Linked DNA regions of Mus musculus: regions 1 and 3 are each linked to region 2. A link is a contact called in public promoter capture Hi-C data. All regions are on one chromosome and are shown on one strand. The core of a region is the stretch at or near the end of the contact, and the rest is flanking DNA. Distances in the headings are between cores, read along the strand shown.

Region 1 (2,924 bases), core at 366-2,865, 330 kb after region 2:
CCATCTATACGAAACCCCTAAACCCCAAACCTCACACTAATACAAAGAAGAAAGATGTGTGTTCTATTTATTTTACTGAATATTTTCTCACTTCTTATCTTACCATGTCACCCTTCTACAGAAATTGTCATTTGAAAACAAGCATATGGGAGATGGAGAGATAGTCTGGTGGTTAAGAGTGCTATAACCAGAATTTGAATCCCAATACCATAACAGTTTGTAACTCCAGCCCTAGTGGATCTAAGATCCTTTTCCAGCACCCGCTGACACCTGCATGTATATCCACATACACAGATACACACAAAACTTAAAAGTACAACTCACATTTGTAAAAACAATAAGATGTATTCTCTTCTGCAGCATGCTTGCTAACTCAGGAGTAATAAAGTAACATTACCATAGTTCATGTGCAAGATGATACAAAATTCATGAAGCAGTCCACCTAAAAAATGTAAAACCACCTGACAAATAATAAAACCCATTTTTCCCCAGAGAAAAATGCTATATTTTAATTAGTAGTATATATTAATTTTACAAAATGAGTATTCTCATAACATGTTCCTGTATAAGAAGTATGACTACTGAGAACATACCTATAATTATTATTTTAATTTTTGTGTGCACCTGTCTGATGTATAGTGAGTGTACATATGCCAGATGGTGCATGTTCTATGTAGGAATATGAGAAGGCCAGGGGTTGCATCAGGATGTTTTGTCTTGATCTCTTCTGCCCCTTTTTTATTTGAGACATGGTTTCTTATAGAACTGTATGCTCCCTATTTTAGGCAACTTAACTGGTCTTAGATCTTCCAAAATCACCCAGGATCTATATCAATCCACTTGGATTATAGGCATGTTCTATGCATCTGATGTTTCTGTCATTTCTGGAGATCCCAGTTCAGTATCATATGGTTATACATCAAGTACTTTACCCACTGAACTGTCTCTCCGGTTTTTCAATTATTTTTCTTAAAGAAGAGTTTTCATATCTCTTTATTCAGAAAGTCAAAAGAGACATCTATGAAGAATCTGCCATAATTAATTTTCTCTAGTAAGCCCTGTTATTATTTTCTAATACTTTATTAAAATTAATAGCATTAAGCTAATTTTCATTAATACTTTAATAGTACAGTTAAAAAGGGAAATATTAGGGCCAAAAATATTTCAAAACACAGCCTTAGCTGGTCCCCTACAAGGCTCAGATTTCTCATCCTAGATTTTGCCCCTGCAGATGTCTAACTATTTGATGCAACCACATGGTTTGGCATACTACACATAGCTATATAGCTGGCTGGCTTGAATACTGCAGTCTCATGCTATAGGCAGTGAGTGAGATAAACTGAAAAATGAGTAGTTCCTAAGTTTGATACTCTTTAAGTATGTGAAATTAAGGATGACATCTATCTACTTCCTCCTCTCCTCATGCTGAAACCATAGTCCAGGCTCAAGCATCCCTGAACTCATGGAGCAAACCTGGTGAGGAATATTTGGTCATCACCAGTCACAAGACAAGGAAGGTGTCAGGAGACAGGGCCATCCATGCCCAGTCACTGTCTCACAGGTCAGGGCAGAGCCCAGGATCAGTATAAAAGGACTGAGGGACAGCATACCTCCATCCACTTCTCCTGAGGCGTCCACAGATCTTGAATTACCTGTCGTCTTGGTAAGTATCCACTGGGGGCAATAGCATGGCTTGTACCAGAGGGAAGCTGAGATGAGAGATGGAGGAGAGACTAGCAGGGCCACAGAGCCCTTGGGCTATGCTTACAGAAGACTTAGGGGAGACCAGAATGATGGGTAGAAAAAAAGGGCACTTTAACGCCAATGGGAAGAATGAGTAGACAGTAGTCACATAACCAATGGCTCTGCAGAGAGCTACCTTCTCTTTAGAGTGAATCTGTCACAACAGAACCCTGAAGCACAGCAGTTTGTGCACCTTAAACAAACCTGAAAGGGCTACTTTGAAATTCATCCTTGGCCCAGCATTGAAAGGAAGCAGCAGAGGGAGGATGGATAGGGTAGTAGGTGCTCCTTTGAACTTGTAAAACCCAGAGTTAAAAGTTTGGGATTGTTCACACACTTCCAGGAATGACAGGAATACTGCCAGTCCCACTCTGGCGGTGCTATCCTGTTGAACAGGTAGGGAATTTAGCATATGTGAAAGCTTGTCAGAGAGCAGGGTCTCATGGTCCTAGTCTATAGGAAATACCCATATTCCTATGAAAACTTTCAGACATTTCATTGAGGGAATCACTTTACTTATCCAATAGGAACACAGATTCTTTGCAGTAGTGACTTGTGTGGTAAAAAAAAAAAAGCTTGAAAGTTATGGAAGAGAATGATTGGCCTTTGTTTCAAAATGCATTTTTTTTCTCCTGGAAGCGATGCATTAATCCAGAGATTTCAGTCTGAAGACAAGTGCGGGAAGGTTTCCTCTGCCACATTTAAGTTTGTGATTCAGAGCCTTTCAAGATAACATTAATATATCATTCTCTGCTGGAGAGCATATGCCAGTTCTTACCTGACTTACATGAGTTTCTGATGTTCCCAATACATGACAATGAGGACCTGAGGAGATGAGTGTATTGGAACTGAAACTACTAGAGATGGTGTTTGTATGGTTTTCATGGATGCTAAGCATGCAGGGTGTGGTGACTGGAGGGTCATGGTTCTAACTTCTCCTTTACTCTCCTACAGCTCCAGAGCACTCACCAGCAGAGATGTCCTGCCAGCAAAGCCAACAGCAGTGCCAGCCTCCTCCCAAGTGCACCCCCAAGTGCCCTCCCAAGTGCCAGACCCCGAAGTGCCCTCCAAAATGCCCCCCTAAGTGTCCTCCCAAATGCCCCCCTGTGTCTTCCTGCTGTAGCCTGGGTTCTGGGGGCTGCTGTGGCTCCAGCTCTGGTGGTTGCTGCAGCTCTGGTGGC
Region 2 (2,820 bases), core at 41-2,540:
CCTGGTTTTCTTCACCTTTTGCATAATTTTCCAGAGGAGAACCCACATCTAACTTAGTACTTCATTACTTCCTTCTCTTTTCTAACATTGATCTCTCTTCTTGGAATGTCTTACCTCTTCTTGCCAGGTGCTCTGGTTCAGTAAGCAACCTGTTAATCAGGCTCTAAAGCCATGGTAAATGAAATGGGTATCTTCTATGACTTGTCTTTCCTTGTCTGTTTCCTCATGCCACACCCAGCAATGCACCCCAAAACCTATCTCACTCTTAATCCCTGAATTCTTAATCTTAGATTCTCTTATGTCTCATACTCATGGTTGGTGTGACCAGGTAGTTCCAATGATTGAATCAGAGGCAGTTGACCTCCAAAGTTTCCTCCAGTTTTATAAATCAGCTAATCGAAACGCAACAATTACTATGGGAACTTTCAGGCCGTTCCCCCTTTTATTTTCCTCCTTTTTCTTCTTTGCTCTTTTATTTTATCCTTTTCATTTTGTTTTGTTTTATTTTGTCTTTTTCCTATTTGTCAGTAGTTCTAGGGACAATCTATCCTTAAGGAGATGATATCAGAAACAGGAGCTCCATAGGCTAACCAGCTTACTATTTTCCAATAGGCCTATACTCCTCAACCATTTTTGTCTGCGATCCATCAGGGTTACATAATGGGAATATGGTCAAGTGACTTCTTTTGGTCTTATTGGTCCCTTAACCTTGCCTGGGCTATTCTTCCTGTTAATGGTGACAGGAAGAAACCACCGTTGTGATTTCCATCCCCACCATCATCTTCCTTCAGTGCTCTCTAGAAGCATCTGGATAAAAGCCAGAGGGTTCATCACATAGCCTGCAGCCTGCTATGAAAGACAAGAACCAAGGGCCATAGAGATGCAAATAAGACAATAAATGATAAGGAGATAGCTATACATGAATAAGTGTGAGAAAGTAGAACAGTGCAGGTGTTCTCCTCCCCTCCTGCTGTGTGTGTGTATACAGTGTTTAAGAGAGAACCCCGGACCTCTCCTCATTTGACCCCCCCCCCCCAGGCCTTCTCTAAGCACATACAGCCCTCCCAGCTATGAACAGTATCCGGTTTGAAAAGTAAACACACCACAGCAATCCTGGCACCTCTGTGAAGTGACTTGGTTGTCCACGTGCACCACCTACAGTGCTATCTGAGTGATGAATGCTTCTGGGATGTAAGTGTCAGCTGAGCATGTCTGTTGAGAAATGGGCTCCTCCCAAGGACCTGGACTTGTTGGAATCTTATAAAAGCTTCTCTGGCCATACACTGTTCAGTCTTCTGCCTAGCAGGTGTCAAGTTCCAGTTGGAGAACTGAGTGAGTCTTCCTGTGGAGCCAAGGTCTAGTAAGTATCTAAGCGGGGTGTCTGGGGGAGGAAGCTGGGGAGAATGGAAGACAGAAAGGAGGAAGTAGGATGCAGCCAGAATGTAGCTGTTGGAATCTGGCTTCCAGTGAGCCAGCCTTTTGTGTTGCCTATGAAGATGCAAAGGCTTGGCATGGCGCTGACCTTTGAAAGGTTTTCCAGACTGTAAAGAGCTTTGAGTAACCCGGGTCTTTAGGTTCCCTGGTTAAGTTATTCCTATTCTCTGCCTTTTCCTTATAATGTGAAGGACAGGCAAGAAAGAAGGTGCAGAGCACGCTTTTGTGTTTTCGAATTCTCTATACCCAAGACAGAGGGACACAGGTAATACTTGTGTGTTTTCTGACCGATGTGATGCTTATACGATATTAACTGAGATTACCACTTGAAAGAGCTGCGTGGTCAAAGTACAGTTAGGAAAAGGCTGAAGCCAAGAGATTTTTGATTGAGTCATATAGATAAATTGCAGCCGTATGCTCTTTATTTTCCATCATGGAGCTCTTGGATGGTCCTAATGTCAGTCAGGGAGACTGCACTGATCCTTTTCAAATTCTGTTTCCTGCTTTGTGCCTCCACCACTGGAAGCTCCTGTTTGAGTTTGTTTCTTTGTTTCCCTTCTTTTTCTTTCTTTCTTTTATTCCTCTTGTCCCAAAGCCAGACAGACTTTTCTCTAAGGCAAATACTTAAAGTTCTGTGTTCCACTATAGGGAAGAAAAGGCGGGGTTTTAAAAAAGATTGTCTTTCTTTCAGATTCATCTTGACAAACGCCGAGATGTCTCAACAGGGCGCCAAAGGCTTTTCCAAAGGGTCTTCCCAGAGTTCCGCCCCCTGCCCCGCCCCGACTCCTGCCCCCGCGTCCTCCTCCTCCTCTTGCTGTGGCGGAGGCTGCTGCAGGGGCTGCGGGGGCGGCTGCGGTGGTGACTCTGGCTGCTGCGGCTCCAGTTCCACCGGCTGCTGCTGCTTTCCCAGGAGACGCCGCCGACAGCGCTCTGGCGGCTGCGGCTGCTGCTGCGGAGGAAGCCAAAGGTCTCAACGCTCCTGCAACAATCAGAGTTCAGGCTGCTGCTCCGGTGGCTGCTGAAAGCCTACAGAGCTTCTCCGGAACAGCTGGCATCGCACAGCGTCTTTGCTGCTCTCACCCAGTCCTCCATAGTAGTAACAGGAAGGACCGGCCTAGGAGTTTGGTTTCCCTTAAGCTAACTGCACTTTGATGTTCAGAAACTTCACCCTGTTCTTAGACCTGTCCTCTAACGTTGATTTTCCTCCCAGGGGATACAAGTCAGGGGTGGGACTTCAGATCACGCTATGGGCAGGAGGTTGTGCACAGCAGTGTTCAAAACAGGCCTCCTGATTTGATTGTCGCCTGGAGACATAATAATAAAGCTTCTACCTCCTATGAACGCTTCTTTTCCTATTTATTCCTCCATCCGTGCCTTCAGTTTTCT
Region 3 (2,700 bases), core at 18-2,517, 500 kb before region 2:
CTCAACCAGCACCAAAGCTCTTCCTTCAAGTGTTCAGGGTCTCATCTATCTCCTTTCACCTCATAACCTGTTGGTGCTGGGCCCTAGGTACCCTGTGTGATGAAAAGGGGAAGAAGGAAACAATAAGTAGGAAGTGATGAAAGACTGACACACCAAAGCAGGGGTCCGCAAGCTTTCTGTTGCTGTTATTTGCAATAAAGGGACAGCTGTGGATATTTTTTAGCTCTTTATGCTCCATAAGATCTTATCACTCTTGCCATAGTCAGGCAGCAAGGGTGAGGATACATAAAGCAAAAGGGTGTGGCGGTGCCTGTAAACTCTATACATTTGATTTTCATGCCATTCTCATGCATTACAAGGGATTCTTTTCCTTTTGAATGTCTTCCAACCATTTAAAAACATAAAAATCTATAATTAGTTTGGGACTAGGGCAAAAACGCACTTGGGCCTCTCTCCAACATTTGCTGATCCTCTTTGAAGAGTCAAAGGAAGGGGTAGATTTTGGAGGGGATGTGAATTACTGGAAACATTTTTTAAAGAAACGAGGGGAACTGAAGTAGCAGGTAGGAGACAGGCAGGTGATGTAGGGAGTGGCTAAAAAGATGGCTGGGAGTGGAGTAAGGGGGAGAGGAAAAGAGCGAGCTGGGAGGGACTGGCCTCCTCCCACATTCCTGTCTGTGGTTCCAATGGCTGCAACAGGCTCCGGTTTCTCATCTGTATGTCTTGGCTGTTTGCCTGCGGTTTCCCCGCAGCTGAGTCCCCCAGAATTCAGGAAGGCTACGTTCTGAACCGCTTTCTTTCTAGTCTTCATGAACGCCTAGCGACGCTGCCCCAAGTTCTCACTGAGTCTGCAGCTCTCTGGCGGCCGCCACTGGTTGGGTTCAGGGGCTCACGGCCCCAGGGAGTCTAGCGGCCGCACCCAGCCCGGGCTCAGGCCAGTTAGGCAGCCGCACCCAGCCTAGAACTTATTTTGCCCGGGAGAACAAAAGACCGCCGTTTCTCCCCACAGGCTGTTATTAGGGTGTAATTTTAGGGCTTCCTCGTGCCCTCCACTCTTCTCTAATTGCCTCCCACAGTTTCATCTTCCCGATCCATTTTCTGCCACGTCCACACGTTAGTCCAAGATACACCCAGCCAAGAGCATGCGTAGCTCTTTGTTGTTTTCATTAAAAAGAAAAAAATCTAAAAAGTTCAAAAACTTATGCTTACCAAGTTGAGGAGCGAGGTCCGGCTGCGACTGTGGCTGACGGTGGCTGGGACAGGAGTGGCGGTCGGGGTCCGGGTCCCGCCCCTCAGCCTGACTCAGGCTGTGCCCGCCCCGGCCCCCGCCCCTCCGCAGGCCTCGGCCTGTCCCCATGTCGGTGCTCTAGACTCAGCTCACTGGTTGTAGTCCCTGTGACTCAACAGGTCTCTGTTCCTCTCTCCCTGGAATCTCAAAGATTTTTGGCTTTAGGGGAAGTCATGCCCCTAGCTCTTTTTCTATGCACGTGTCCATTTGCAGTTCAGGTCAGATAAGCAGAAAGAATGTGAGTCGTGCTCATCAAGTAGGTCCCTAGGAGCTGGGGCTGTCCTGCTACACTGAAGAAATTTAATAAACAGTTGTGATTTTTTAAATTTTTCTGACACGTGGTATTCCTGAGTAGCTAAAGCTGACTTTGATTCTCTATGTAGCACAGGCTAGCCTCAAACTTAGGACCCTCCTACCCCCGCATCCCAAGTGCTGGATTATAGGTGTGCACCATCTGGCCTACCTAAGGGCAGTGATTATTGCCAACAGAATATTGGTGATTATTGTCTAGAGATAATTTTCACCCTGCTTTCAAGTTTTAAAATGACAGTTAAGAAAACTCTTGCAGCTAAACATCTCCCTGTGCAAGTGCGGCATTTTCCTGTCTGTGTTTCAATAAAGTTGGGAATTGTATGACAAACTTCCAGCTTCTAATCCTTGGTCCACAACATCACTGCAGCACTTTTGGCAAGTACTGGCCCCTCTGAGCTTCCATTTTCCCATCTATAAACAAGCCATGCTGCCTTCACCACTTAGTAAAGGCACGTAGAATGTCTATCACATAGAGTGATGCCCTTAAGGAGACACCCCCCGCCCCAAAAAAAAGAACAACTTGCAGAGTAGATGTGAATAGGGCATTGTGTGAATGCTTCCTGGTTTCTGCTCCCCCAATTTCACCAGTCACAGTTCCTGTCTCTTGTTTAGGAACCCTTGAAGTCAGACATGGTGGCCCTTGCCTATAATCTCAGCATGTGCAAGGCTGAAGAGGGAAGACTACTGCAAGTTCAAGGCCAGCCTGTGGCCTACCTAGTGAATTCCAGAACGGCTTGGGTTACAGAGTAGGATTTTGTCTCATAAGAAAATTAGAATCCAAACCAAAACAAACACTCTTGTGTTTCCAACAATAATTCAAAAAATAATTAGATCCACCCTCTTTCCATTTCTGCCGATGATGTGACCATTTTCCCATTTTCCTTATTTGAAAACATTAGCACCATGTTTTTAAAAAAATTACTTTCTTACACGATTTTCTAAAATCATGGCCCTTGGAATTTCAGCTTACTGTGTGCTTGGACCCACCTGTCCTTCTTCCACACCTGCACTGATAGAGTTTACATCCCCACTCCCTTTTTCCATTGATTTTGCAACTGGGCCCTTGCCCTCCAATAAAAACATATTTAATCAATAAAAAC

Evidence for each region. Promoter capture Hi-C pulls out the DNA fragments that hold promoters and counts their contacts.
Region 1: a promoter capture Hi-C map of embryonic stem cells shows a contact between it and region 2. The contact joins the promoter of Lce1d here to the promoter of Crct1 in region 2. A contact is called at or near these places in 6 of 39 promoter capture datasets (cranial neural crest, embryonic stem cells, liver and 2 more).
Region 3: a promoter capture Hi-C map of embryonic stem cells shows a contact between it and region 2, with 2.2 times the contacts expected there. The contact joins the promoter of S100a11 here to the promoter of Crct1 in region 2. A contact is called at or near these places in 11 of 39 promoter capture datasets (the 3T3-L1 cell line, cranial neural crest, embryonic stem cells and 6 more) and 2 of 115 datasets of contacts at active chromatin or transcription factors (embryonic fibroblasts and large pre-B cells).

The regions. Positions count from the first base shown.
Region 1 is chr3:92,685,901-92,688,824 of GRCm38.p6, reverse strand. It overlaps Lce1d (late cornified envelope 1D), which reads left to right and starts at 1,615. Exons shown (of 2, transcript NM_027137.2): 1 at 1,615-1,663; 2 at 2,698-2,924. The coding sequence starts at 2,721.
Region 2 is chr3:93,014,156-93,016,975 of GRCm38.p6, reverse strand. It overlaps Crct1 (cysteine-rich C-terminal 1), which reads left to right and starts at 1,290. Exons shown (of 2, transcript NM_028798.3): 1 at 1,290-1,360; 2 at 2,126-2,771. The coding sequence starts at 2,148. The coding sequence ends at 2,456.
Region 3 is chr3:93,519,063-93,521,762 of GRCm38.p6, reverse strand. It overlaps S100a11 (S100 calcium binding protein A11), which reads right to left and starts at 1,267. Exons shown (of 3, transcript NM_016740.3): 1 at 1,210-1,267.